Linked DNA regions of Drosophila melanogaster: region 2 is linked to region 1. A link is a contact called in public Hi-C data. All regions are on one chromosome and are shown on one strand. The core of a region is the stretch at or near the end of the contact, and the rest is flanking DNA. Distances in the headings are between cores, read along the strand shown.

The links. Hi-C and Micro-C count contacts between places; a contact is called where the count stands out from the background.
Region 2: a Hi-C map of the Kc167 cell line shows a contact between it and region 1, with 8 times the contacts expected there. The contact joins the promoter of spi here to the promoter of Swip-1 in region 1.

What each region holds. Positions count from the first base shown.
Region 1 is chr2L:18,984,945-18,991,148 of dm6, reverse strand. It overlaps Swip-1 (Swiprosin-1), which reads left to right and starts at 3,869. Exons shown (of 2, transcript NM_001299150.1): 1 at 3,869-4,477. The coding sequence starts at 4,239. It overlaps EMC5 (ER membrane protein complex subunit 5), which reads right to left and starts at 3,442. Exons shown (of 3, transcript NM_136082.4): 1 at 3,279-3,442; 2 at 3,161-3,213; 3 at 2,818-3,092. The coding sequence starts at 3,360. The coding sequence ends at 2,898. CG15170 reads left to right here and starts at 916. Exons shown (of 3, transcript NM_136083.2): 1 at 916-994; 2 at 1,062-1,196; 3 at 1,378-2,881. The coding sequence starts at 922. The coding sequence ends at 2,855. CG15169 reads right to left here and starts at 129. Exons shown (of 1, transcript NM_136084.3): 1 at 1-129. The coding sequence starts at 74.
Region 2 is chr2L:19,573,729-19,579,932 of dm6, reverse strand. spi (spitz) reads left to right here and starts at 2,618. Exons shown (of 3, transcript NM_134291.5): 1 at 2,618-2,747. It overlaps msb1l, which reads right to left and starts at 2,232. Exons shown (of 2, transcript NM_136147.4): 1 at 1,959-2,232; 2 at 802-1,893. The coding sequence starts at 2,135. The coding sequence ends at 925. It overlaps Pmvk (Phosphomevalonate kinase), which reads left to right. Exons shown (of 2, transcript NM_136148.2): 2 at 1-840. The coding sequence ends at 475.

The DNA.
Region 1 (6,204 bases), core at 2,620-5,119:
TTGTCCTCCTGCGCCCTGCTCCATTCAAGGAGAGCAGTTAGGGAAATCCAAATGACCAGCAATCTCATCCGCATCGTGGTCACCGATCGGTTGTAGCTTCGCAGAGTGTATGACTCGGATGGCGAATGAATCTTGAACGGAACCCGCCGAGTGGATGGGCTTATCAGAATGTATCTTTCGTTATCGGTTTATCCCCGTTTTGAAGAGCTCTGCAAGCATGGGTATTTGCTCCGTTCTGGCCACCGATGGGTTTGTTATTCCCGACTTGTCCCGTGCCTGTTTAGCTGGCAACTGAGGTCGATGGTCATTAAGCCGCCTGGACATGTGGTATGTGTACTCGAATCCGCTGATTGTCACGCAATTATCCGGTCTCTAAATTAAATCGATATGTTGGGGCGGTCGCCGGACCCTTGACCCACACTTTTGAGTAGCTCCAGACTTTCCCGCAACAAATGCGAGCCCTTAAATTATTGATGATGTGAACGTTTCGATGGAACCTATGGGACACTCCGATAATGGGGTCAAGGCACAGAGCACATTATGGTCATGACATTTTTGGCCATTATGCATATGCCGGAATAAAGTTGGGTAACCTTACAACTGTGGTTGGGAAATTATCTATATCGAAAGGATTTCGTTAGGACATCAAGCAACTCTCTATTTTAAGCCTTAAAATAATTGAAGAATTTCTACCAACGTAAGTTTTTTATGGTGGCAATTTAAGAACACATTTAGCGAGTGTAACTTTTTATTTAAATGATAATGTTTGGTTATTTTAAAGTTAAATGGCTTTTTCCAGCTTATCCTTATCAACAGTTCGCCTATATCAACTCATTGTTATATTGTCTGATAAGTCATAAACAGATTAGGGATTCCAATTTTGCAAACAAAGGTGCACTACATTCTTTATGAGCTGTCAAAATGCGTGGACTGCAGACAAATCGCCACTCAAGCTTCCACCACCTGCTCCTCCTTTTCCTGGTCCTCCTGAGATGTGAGCTACCTGCGATTTCCCACGGAAAAATGCGTTGTAACCTTAGAGGGGTTTTTTTTTTTAATAGCAGACCGTTGTTTTGGCATTGTTTGCTACCACTGCGATTCCATTGCCCTGCCGGAATGTTCCCAGACCCTCGGAGAAGTGGGAGTTCTTCCCTACAAGGAGTGCGCTACCGAGCTGACGTGTGCCATGTCCATTGGTAAGTGAACCTAAATGTGATTTGTAATTGTTTCTAAATCGACGGATAGTCGGCCATTTTATAGAATCTATTTTTGCAATTCATTAATATTTCAAAGGTAAAGACCATTGATATTGATTGATACATATTTGAAATATTTAGTAACTCCGATTTTCTATACCATTAATCGCACACAAATTAGTGGACTCCATTACATACCGCGGCTGCGGAGCAGAAACCCCCATCATCGGAGCGACTTACTCAAAGACTTGCTCAACGAACCTGTGCAATGCGGGTGTCTATCCGCCGGGACGACTTAAGTGCCATCATTGCGCTGGACAGGAATGCGTGGCAGCTCCAGCATCCAAACCAAAACCCTGTCGCTATCATTTGGAAGAGGATCAGTGCTACACGGATGTCATAAGTTCTTCAGATGCCTACAGAGGTTGTACCTCCGAGCAGAATCACACGCTGTCCACTTCCGCCCAACTGTGTGAGATCAATGGCTGCAATGAGGAGCAAGGAGCTTGGACCCAAGTCTGCGCCACCTGCGATTCAGCAATCGGCCGGGGTTGCAAGATAGATCTCTTTCAGGTCAACACCGGCAGGTGCAATGTTAGCTTATACGAGGAATGCCAGCAGGATGTTCTGTTGGGTGAGCAAGAGGATAAGTACTGCTTCAGCTTTCGCAGACTAAGCCGCGTTGTCAGAGGATGTTCTACTAAAATTCCAACAGATTTGGAGCCGTATGTAGAGCAATTAGAAAAGTGTAATACCAGTGACCACTGCAACGCAGGATGCATTACGCAGCAGAAGTGTTTTACATGCAACTCCGTGGATCAGGAACTTTGCCGGACAAATATTACGGCTATAGCTAATAGCACTTGTAGCTCCGCTGAGGCCTCTTCCTGTTTCTCCTGTGAGTACTCCAACTGGAGTATTCAGCGAGGCTGTGGAGCACCGCCGGAAAATCCTCAAATCACCAAGTGCTATGAATGCGATGAAGGCGCTGGGTGTAATAGTAAGGATTTCACCCGGTGCTACCAATGCAGCACGGATCAAGCGGGAGCAGGCTGTGCAAATTGGGAAAGTCCTGGCGAAATCTACATTGAAGAATGCGATGAACCGGCTGCACCATGTGTGGTTGTTTCCTTTAACAACGCCACCACTGCGAGAGGTTGCCAAAAATCGGACTTCAGCTGTGCTTCCGCAAATGTGGCCAGTTGTCGACTATGCGAAGGAAGTTTCTGCAACAAAGGATCATTTCCGGAGGAGCGCCTCTGGTGTCATCAGTGTAGGGGAGTGCAGGACTGCGAGGAGATCTCCAGGGGACAAACGGCTATGCCTTGTCCGGCTCGAGCAAATGAGCCGGAGGATCAAGAATTGGCCTGCTTGGAGTACTTTGACATCAACAGTAAAGAAATTGTAAGAGGATGTCGTTCCAATCCCGAGCTATACTACGAATGTCTCTTAAGGAGTAACCACTTCGACAGTTGTCGCACTTGTCACAGTCAGGCATGCAATAATAGTCCTGGCCGGGAATTAAGAGCCAGCTATGAGCTGGAGGCCAAGGCATTGTCCTTGTTGCAAGGCAAGAGTTCCGCAATATCCATCAAATTTTCGAATGCAGGTTACGGAGTTTGGTTGATCTTTAGCGTTATCTATATTGTAACTTGCTGAGACTATAAATAAAAGGATAGCAGAACTTAAAAGAAAGGTCTCTTATTCCGGGGGCGTATATCCAGGATTTAAGGCACGACCACGGTGATTGAAGGAATAGAACGAGGGGAAGTTGCCCAAGGTGTCCCAAGTTTTCTGTTGCATGTCCACGGTGGCGCGAATTTCCTTGAAGTTGCCAACGATCTCGATGATGTTGTAAATCACAATCACCAAACTGATGACGGTCTGCAGGATAATCTAAGGATTGATAAAGGAAAACTTTTCGTGAGTAACCATGCAAGCACCCTAAATGCACCGAAACCTACGTCCAATGGAAGGCTATTCCATTCCTGCTCCGTCAGCCTCAAATAGGTGCGATCTGTGGAGTAAATGCGGCACTTAGTGGTCCAAAGTTTATTTACCACAACAGTGACGAAAACTTACGATGGGCAGCAGAAAAAGCAGCATGTGCCAGGCTGGCAAATCCGGCAATTAGCAAGAGTTTGTTAAACAGTTTACTGCCCATTTTTATTGAACAATTACGAATTACAATCACAGTCGGTACAATTTTCTACAAAATTTTGCTAAATTGCTATCAAAATGCGGGCACACCTAGGGCTGGGAGCTTTGGACGATAGTTTAGGGTTGTCTGTATACCTCATATGCCGTAATATATTTAAGAATCTTAAATTTAAATATTTTATTGGGAACAACATTAAAATTATACAAAGATTGATTTTGTGATCAAACTAATTATATAATTATATTATAACTATATAAACATACAATAAATATTCGGTTACATATTTTGCTTAAGAAAGTTAAAAACTTTCGTAAAATTTGAAACCGTCTGTTCATCAGCTAGCTTTAAATAATGATTATATACATTATTAGTAACAGAATGAATTAAAAAAATTGTAAGGTATATATATTGCCTCGAAATTCAGCTGACTTTGGTATTTGTCAGCACACGGTCACTCGAAAAATGCCGCCGCGCCCGCTGGTATATTTGAACGCTCGTGTCACGGTCGCACTTTCATTCGTCTCTCAGCGTTCAGAAGATTCGGTAGTCGCGGCGGTCGAAGCGGAACACCAGTTGTCCAATAAGAAAGCCAATTTGCAGCAAAAAAAAAAAAAAAGACCGGCAATTCAAACGCACCTTGCAACTGTTTTTTCAAAGCCAAAAAAGGACTCAGGGCCACTCCCCACGACAAAAGCTTACGTGCAACGAGTCCGTGTGTGTTTTCCTGGCGCATCGCCGCATTTGTGTGTGTATCCGGACATCTCTTTTACGGTCCTTTTTGCGTGGGTGTGCCAAAAGGAAGAGAGAGTGAGAAGGCAGCAGAAAAGGGCAGAAAGGGAAATTCCAGCACACTAAAAAGCGAGTCAACAAGGAGCGACACAATGTCCGTTTCCTCGAACGCCTCATCCGCCTCCAACAAGGACAGCGTGGACAGCCCCAGCAGCACCACCAACACGGACAGCTCCGAGCTGACGCACATCCTCAATCGGCGCCAGGAGATCATGGAGTCCCAGGAGGCGGGCATCGAGGTGCGTCGCACCTACAAAGTGGTCAACGTCTACACCGACTTCCCCGAGTTCTCCCGTAACCAGATCAAGGACTACCAGAAGACCTTCAATACGTAAGTGAAGGCCGCCGAGCAATATTTACTTTTGTCCAGAGCCACTTTAAGGCGCAATATAAATTATATTAATATGGCGAAAAGGAAGCCAACATTTTGTTTATTGTTTTTGAAAACACCTGAGCAAAATCCGTTGCAATAATAATAGTTTATGATAAGTAACGATCATCTCTAGATTATTAAATAAATACAGTGTACTAGACACACTTGTATACATTACAAACGTTTGTAAATGTATATCTATTACACAAGATAATTCAAAAACAGAAATCAGTTTGCAAAACTATTTTAGGGCTTTCAATTTGCGCCAACCTTTACACTCCTTTCACCTGCAACGGCCACTTTCCCAGGCATCTCACCGCATTTGCGTCTCATTAAATGGCAACATAAAACTCATGCGCCTAATGATCATTTAAATTGCATTTACTGCAGCCCCTCCTGCAGCCAACCCACCCCTCCCCTGCCCCCCTGGGCAATGGGGCATGACTCACAAGTACTTGCGGAGAAGTTTTGTCACAGTCACTGGCTTATTCCCAAGTCGTGCTCCCGTCGCGCGGATCATGAGTCAAAAGTGGTTTTCTGCCCCAACACTTTCAGGCGGATTCAATTATCACACCACAGTCGAGCTCCCCTAAGTGCAATTTCTGTTAGCAAAAGCCAATCTTAAATATCGGTAATTCCGTTCAAAGTCATCATTCGATTATAGTGGCAAGGAAAAAGCTTATCCCACGTTAATACTCGTAATTCATTGAAACATTCTTTATTTATCTCTAAGGTTCTAATGCTCGACCTTAAGACTTAATAGCACCCATAGCGGTTATCGAGGTTCCCTTGTATTTGTTTACGGTTTTGCATTACCACCCGACAAAGCCAACTGTCGTCAGATGGGCCACCTTGCGAACGAAATGTGTTCCGAGGCTCTCCTTTCCCAGTTTCCTAGTCTTGTGGTGGATCGTTTTAGTGATAGCCCATCTTGGGTTTCGCTCAATCAACCGCAGCTGTATTGCGCAATGCCTTGTTAGATTAAATCTCTAGAATTGTTATTTAAATTCAAGTAGTTGGCACGTAGGGTTGTCTAGGCTGATAAGATATCTCGGTTTCATCCGAGCTGATTAGCGGAGAATCGCCAAGCACCTGTCACCTCTCCTAAGCGATTCAGTTCTTTACTCAGCTAAGGTGAGGCTGAATCACTAGGCAATTAAAAAATTATAATGAGAATTCATTATAATTAGCACGCTTAAGATAGTAACTGATTTCGCTTGTCTGTATCACTGGCCAGCTAAATAGGCAGTTAGTTAAAGTTTTCTTAAGCCTTCTTATTGGCTCCTCCCCAAAAATCAGTTCCTATGCATGTAGGCCAAAGTTTTGAGCTCTGAAAAATTGTCCAAACGTAAAAAGCCTGCATTACGGCAATGCGAACGTGTTCTGCAATTGTAAAGCAATGCACAGGCAGCAAAAAAGATAAAAACCAGAAAGAAAAACTCCAGGCAGTCTGGGAAATACTGGGTGCATGTGCCACAAATGGCAGACAGACAAGAGACTTTTGGTCTGCGATTAGCTAATGTGGTGGGTTACGTACATCTGTACGTACATATATGGATTATAAGATTCGATTTGGCCAGAAAACAGTTGTGCTTTGATTATACAATTGTCAATTTTGGGTCACCAATGGAGGAAATACAAAAGTACGCATACTCGCAAGCAGAAGTTATCAACTAGAATCTTAA
Region 2 (6,204 bases), core at 1,369-3,868, 590 kb before region 1:
CGTTCGAATCTCAGAGCCCATTAAGTCGGAATGGGCTCGCAAGCTGCAGTTGGACCTGGACGCTCTCCTCGGTGATGGACCCTACAAGGAGAAGTACCGGCGCGACATGATTGTGTGGAGCGACGAGGTGCGGGCCCAGGACTACGGCTACTTCTGCCGCGTGGCCATGGAGGAGGCGCTGAGTCGCCAGCAGACGCCCTACATTCTGGTCAGCGATGTGCGGCGCAAGAACGACATCAGGTGGTTCCGGGAGACTTACGGGCCGGAACGAGTCATCACCTTGCGTCTAACATCCCGTCCAGAAACGCGGTCTGCACGGGGATGGACCTTTACCGCAGGAATAGACGATGTTCCCTCCGAGTGCGATCTGGATGATCTGGCCGACGGCTTCGACGTGGTGTTGGCCAACGACGAGGAACTCGACCAGGAGGCCATCGACATTCTGCTGGATAGGCTGCAGCTGCAGTATCGATAGAGCTTGGACCTCTCGGCTCACCATGCTTTGAACAAATGTATTTTTGATATATCACGTATTCCGGTCACAAATAGCGTAGTTAATGCAATACACTAGACAAGAATGAAGTTACGTACCTAATAGTAAATACTCTTGGTAACGAAATAGAGCTTGTGTGGCGGTTTTACTAACTTGCAACGTTTAAGACTTAATAGATTCAATGGATATACAAACTATATGTCGCTGATTATCGGTAATAGGTTACTTCAGGAATAAATAGCCCGGTTTCCAAATGTTAGAATAATACTCATGAGCAAACTGCATCCATCAATTTATGTGCACAATGTACTGGCAAGCAAACTAATAAAATGATTTATTAAAAGATGAGTAATAAAAGTATGTGTCGTGAGAAAAGACTATGATTTGGTGGGTTTTGATGGACATAAGGCAATAGTAGCTACTAAGCTGTGTTAGTAAACGGGTCCGCTGAATCCCTCTGTGCCAGAGATTATCCGCAGTTGATCGTTGAAGCTCTGCGCGGGCGGAATCTGATTCTTCTTAGAATCCTTTTCCATTGAACGGGATCGCAGATGCGGCTTATTCTTAACGCAACTGAGTGGAGTTCGCTTTTGTGCGGACAGGGGGGTACTGTTTGTCTTGGGCGTAATGGATCCTCCGGTCACCGGGGACCCCTCCTCTTGGTCAACATAGATCTTTGGCTTGTTGGCTCTGGCGGGCTTGCGCGGTGGCACACGACGCTTGTGACCCAAACGCACTCGCTCCAAATGTTTGTTCGACGGCACTTCTGGTAGCTGCTCCTCGCCAGCGACAAAGGAGGCCATGCTGCTGCCAGTGCTGAGATTCAGGGTCAGTGTTTCCAGGATGTGCTCCAGCATCTGGGCCTCGCGTGCCTCCTCCTCCTCGTCGTCGCAGAAGATGATGGGTGTGCGATCGACGCCCAGGCTGGGCGATCGGGGATCACCATGGGGCTGCTGTTCTGGCGGGGGCGTGGCCATTTTCACCTGGCCCTGCTCCAGATTCGGCTCCTGATACGGCAGCAGCTGTTGCTCGCAAGGCAAGGTTTCTTCCTGATCATAGGGCAGTGAAACAATCTCCAGGGAAATATTGTTGTGTGCAGCAGACGGCGGTGTGCCGAAGCTATCGCAGCTCTCCTCTAAATCCACTTGGGGCGGTGATGCAGGCACTGCTCTCTGTGCTGTACCCACCCTGGTGTCCACGAAGAGATCGGCGAATGTGTCATCCATATTAAGCGAACGAACCTCATCGAGGACCAGTGGAGTGCGATTCAGCTGAGGAGAGCGAGGATCGTTCAGGGAGAAGCCCTTGAGCAAACGTTTTCGCAGCATGGAGAAGGCATTTTCACTGGTGGTCACATGCTGCTCCTCCTCCTCAACGCGAGGTTTTGACGCCTGCAAGAACTACAACGCAGCCATCATTACTAGGGTTAGTAATATCAAAAAATACCTAATGCCTATAAACTCACGGTTAAAGGCGTGCGGCAGCCATTTGGTGATCGAGGATCGAGCAAAGCGTTGTTTTGCTCTCGATTCGGCGTCGTCATTTCCATTTGTTCTCGCTTTTCGCTGGCCAGGCGCATTTTGTTTAGTGTCGGCGTATCCGGCAGATATTCACCTTCCATTTTTGTTGCCTTTGCTCCCATTTTAATCAAATAATCTGACTTATTTTGCGACTTCTCACTAAATGTTGCGGGGTAAAATAAAATCGTTGCCGCGCATTTGTTTTGAAATGGCGTCGTGTGGAGTTGCCGGATCAGGAAATGCCAACTGGTAACAGTATTGTTAACGTCAGTCTAGCTATTTTCAAGCCAATTCTAGCAGTGATTACAAATGGATTTTATCACTAGTTCTTTCATTATTACTAATAACTAACTAATCGTTACAAATATAAATAGAAATTAAACAACGTTTGGGATATTTAGAACTTAAGTCTGTAATGTTTAGGTGGATTCTTCTTGTTTTACTCCTCTCAAATAAATTTATGAATTGATTTTTATTTATAGTACATAAGAAAATGTAAAATTCAGTAAACAAATAAACTAATATTAAAGTTATCAGATATTTTTTTTAATTTCGCTTTACAGCACTGATTTTTATGCTGCCTCGCGATAGTGTCATCTCCCTCCAGCTAAAGTCTGGCAACACTTGTTCATTTAAGACGCGACACAACGAATTGTACTCTTTCAGTTTTTCAAAAAGAAAATGGCATGAAAACAGGCCAAAAAAGTGCGACAAACGAAGAGCTAAATCCCAAAGTAAGTGGTAAAGTAAGTGATAAACATCCAAATGAAAGCAACCCAAATGCATACATAAATGCGCGAGTGTGTGTGCTAAATTATAACAGTAGTGACTGTGTACCTTCACGGAAAAAGGGAAATGAAGACAGGAAACTGGGTTTTTTTACTCCAGATGACTATTTTTATTGAATTTACGCAGTTGCTGTACTAAATAGGCGAGTGTTTTTGTGTATGTGTGTGTGGGCGCCGCAAGCAGCAGTAAATTCTCCTGTGTGTATATGTGTTTTTTTTTTCTATGGCCGTCTCCTTTTTACACACACTAGCGCACAATACAGCTGCGCCTTGTTTTTTGCCGACATTTTTTCTGCTTAGTTTTATTTATTTTATTTCAATTAGGCAGACAAATTATTTTGCTCGCTTTGTGGAGCCATCAATGTGGGTTAGTAAGCTAAAGTGCTGCGTAAAATTGCGCTATTGTTTTATTTGCCAATTGTAGCGCAAAAAGTAAGCAAATTGTATACACACAAACGCCAGAGCGCATGTCGTGCAGACTTTCTCTCTTGCTCCAAATTGCGAGTGTATGCATCTGCGTTCGTGTGCGTGTGAGTACTGAAAACAACCGAATTTCATTCATTGCTCATTTCCGAGAAAAACTACACGCTACACTCGTCGCCATCTGCAATTGCACCTCTGTGTGCGTAAGTCACTGTATCACAAGTACATTATATGAACTATGTATATAGGAGCCGCTGCAGTTGTGCAACATGTTAATTGATTCCAGGGGCTGCTGGGCGTGGCAGGTGCAAAAGCCCCTTCCACCTGGCTTCTATTTACAGAAACTTCTTCCCACTTCCAGAGTTCAACATTCTTGCTCTTCCCGTCGCTTGACCGCGTTTTTCAAACATTCCACGAGCGGTCTTAGCACACTCACACCGGCACGCTATGTGTGTATACATACGTATGTACGTATATTGATTTCAATCAACTTTGAAGCGCGCTCTGGCCTTCTCCTTCGCTCATTCGGCGGTGTGCTATGCTCTGCCTGTCTCTCTCGTGCTCATCTGTCAATTGAGCACCACGTCCGTTTGTCGGCTCATCAGCAATTTACACAGACACACACTTCACCGCGCTGCATCCGTGTGGGTAAATTCCATTTCCTGTTTATAATATTGCGGCGTCTTGTCTGTCTGTCTGTCTGGCGTACAGCGGAGACGCAAACCAGCGTCCCTTTCGCCTTTCGTTCCGCTCATCTCGCTGCACAATGGATCGATCCTAAATAAGCATCTTTTAAAAAGTATTCAAAGTTTGTAAATCGTAACGCATAGCAAATATATTGTTATCGTCATAGTTTGTCATGGTTATAGTTTTGTTAGCTTATTTTTGTTATTCTAAACATTTTAAATTAATACTACATCTTTTTGCAAATCGGATATCCGTCTACTTTCGCTCTTATCCCACGTACATATCTCCCACTTACGATCATCCGCGAGTTTCGGTTCCGTAGCACGTTACCTTACGCATCGCAACCACTGTGCCGTTGGCATTGGAACGCTGACCGCTTTGCGGCTGGGAACGATGGGGAATCGGAACATCCGAATGCGACGCGCTCCGCTCTTATTCGAATTCCCAGCCTGATCCGGCTGTCACTGCTCTTGTTGTTGCGGCAGCGGTGAGTTGAGTAGTACAGTACGTGCCACTTCCTTTACATTCAGAAAAATAAAAATTGCTCACACACACTCATGCATGTATACGCCTAAAGCATACATAAACAGACGTTCCGGACAGACAGACAAACATTGAGTGGAGCGTTGGGAGGGGAGCGGTTGCTTGGCGTCTGCGCCGTGTGTTGTTGCTTTTATGCTGCCCCTACTTATTGTTCTTGTACAGTTGCAAAGCCACTCACATGCGTGTGTGTGTGTGTGTGTGGAGCCAAAACAGTGAAAACGAGTTTGATGTCTGGCTAGATATGGCAACTCTGTCGGCGAGTGCACATCCCCCCAACCCCAAGCCCCAAGCACCCGCTTATTAGAAGAGAAATACCGCAGAGCGTTGTTGTTGATTTTACGTAAGAAGGCCGTCGAACTCAGCATAGAAAATGGTGAGCGAAAGAAAGAGCGGCCGCGAGATAGATGAAATATGGGGGCCCACGACCAGAACCACAGCCAGAGAGAGTGTGCATGCAAATAGGTGCGAGTGTGTGCGTCTAATGATTACCGTTACTATTTGCATGTTGTCTAGTCAGACGTCTCGCGACCCAGACTGTGCGACCCACCAGGCAATTGGCGAAAAATTCTTCGTCGTGACCTTTCATCGTCATCGTTTCAACCGGACATCCAAGCTATATGCATATGTATGTATGTATGTGTGCGTGACAGTAATGTTGTTTATTGATTTTATTAGCATTGCCTTCGAATTGGCTTTCCGAATGAGCATACAAATATATACGACAATGACGGTAATGGCGGTAAAAACGTTAGCAAATTGCAAGAATGCACTGAAAAAAATTCATACAGTGGGGCAATTAAAAGTACATTAATGTCTCTAGGGCTCTAGGAACTCTGCTGGTTCGTAACATTTAGATTGCAGATATGAACTAACTAATATCGGCCAAATTACGCGAAAGAAAACCAATTACAAAGCGGTCTGGAGGAATCCTTCGCAAAGCATTGCTAGTGCTGTGACTGCAGCTGTACACTTGCCACTCAGTTGCGTGCATTTCTGCATTTCTGCCGGCTGTGGTTCAACGTCCTAAGCCGCACACAACAAGTGCAACAATTGTAACATCAACAAAGCAACAGAACACCGCAAAAGGGGCAGAAAAGCGGTGTGGCAAAGAAGCACAACTTGATGGGGGAATCGGATTGGGAATGGGAATGCACAAATGCAGAAGCGAAGCGACGAAGATGGCAAACGGAATGAGGGCAGGTCCTAGGGCAATCCATTAACATTTTGCCCATCGCCCATCCCCCATCATCATCGTCATCGTCATCGTCGTCATCTTCTTGGTATTATTGTACAGTTGAACCTGTAGCACTGAGTCCCGTCCCGCTGGGCTGTGAACTAAGCCGATTGATTGTCCAAATCTCACCAGAATCGAATTGCCATCCGGGTGACTCTTGGTTTCTTTCTTTTCCTGCCTTTTTCTACTTTTCTCCCGCTTTTGGATGCATTCCGACATAACCCAGAAAGCGTGTGCCAGGTTGTTGCTGTTGTGTCGCTTGTGACGTCAATTGGCTGTGGAATGGTGTCTGCGGCCCACATTGCGGACCGACTGCCCACCGGAAACGGGTAGTTGTGCCGCTTTCATACATGCAGTACATGTACATAGGTCGAATCCGCCTTATTAGAGGTGGAGAAACATCGATGATTCCTCGAAAAACATCGATGTTTGTGATTTTTTGAAAAAATCGACGACATCGACGTTGGCATTTCAGTAAAGGAATTCCAAAATCTCATTTACCTGTGAAAACCGCGC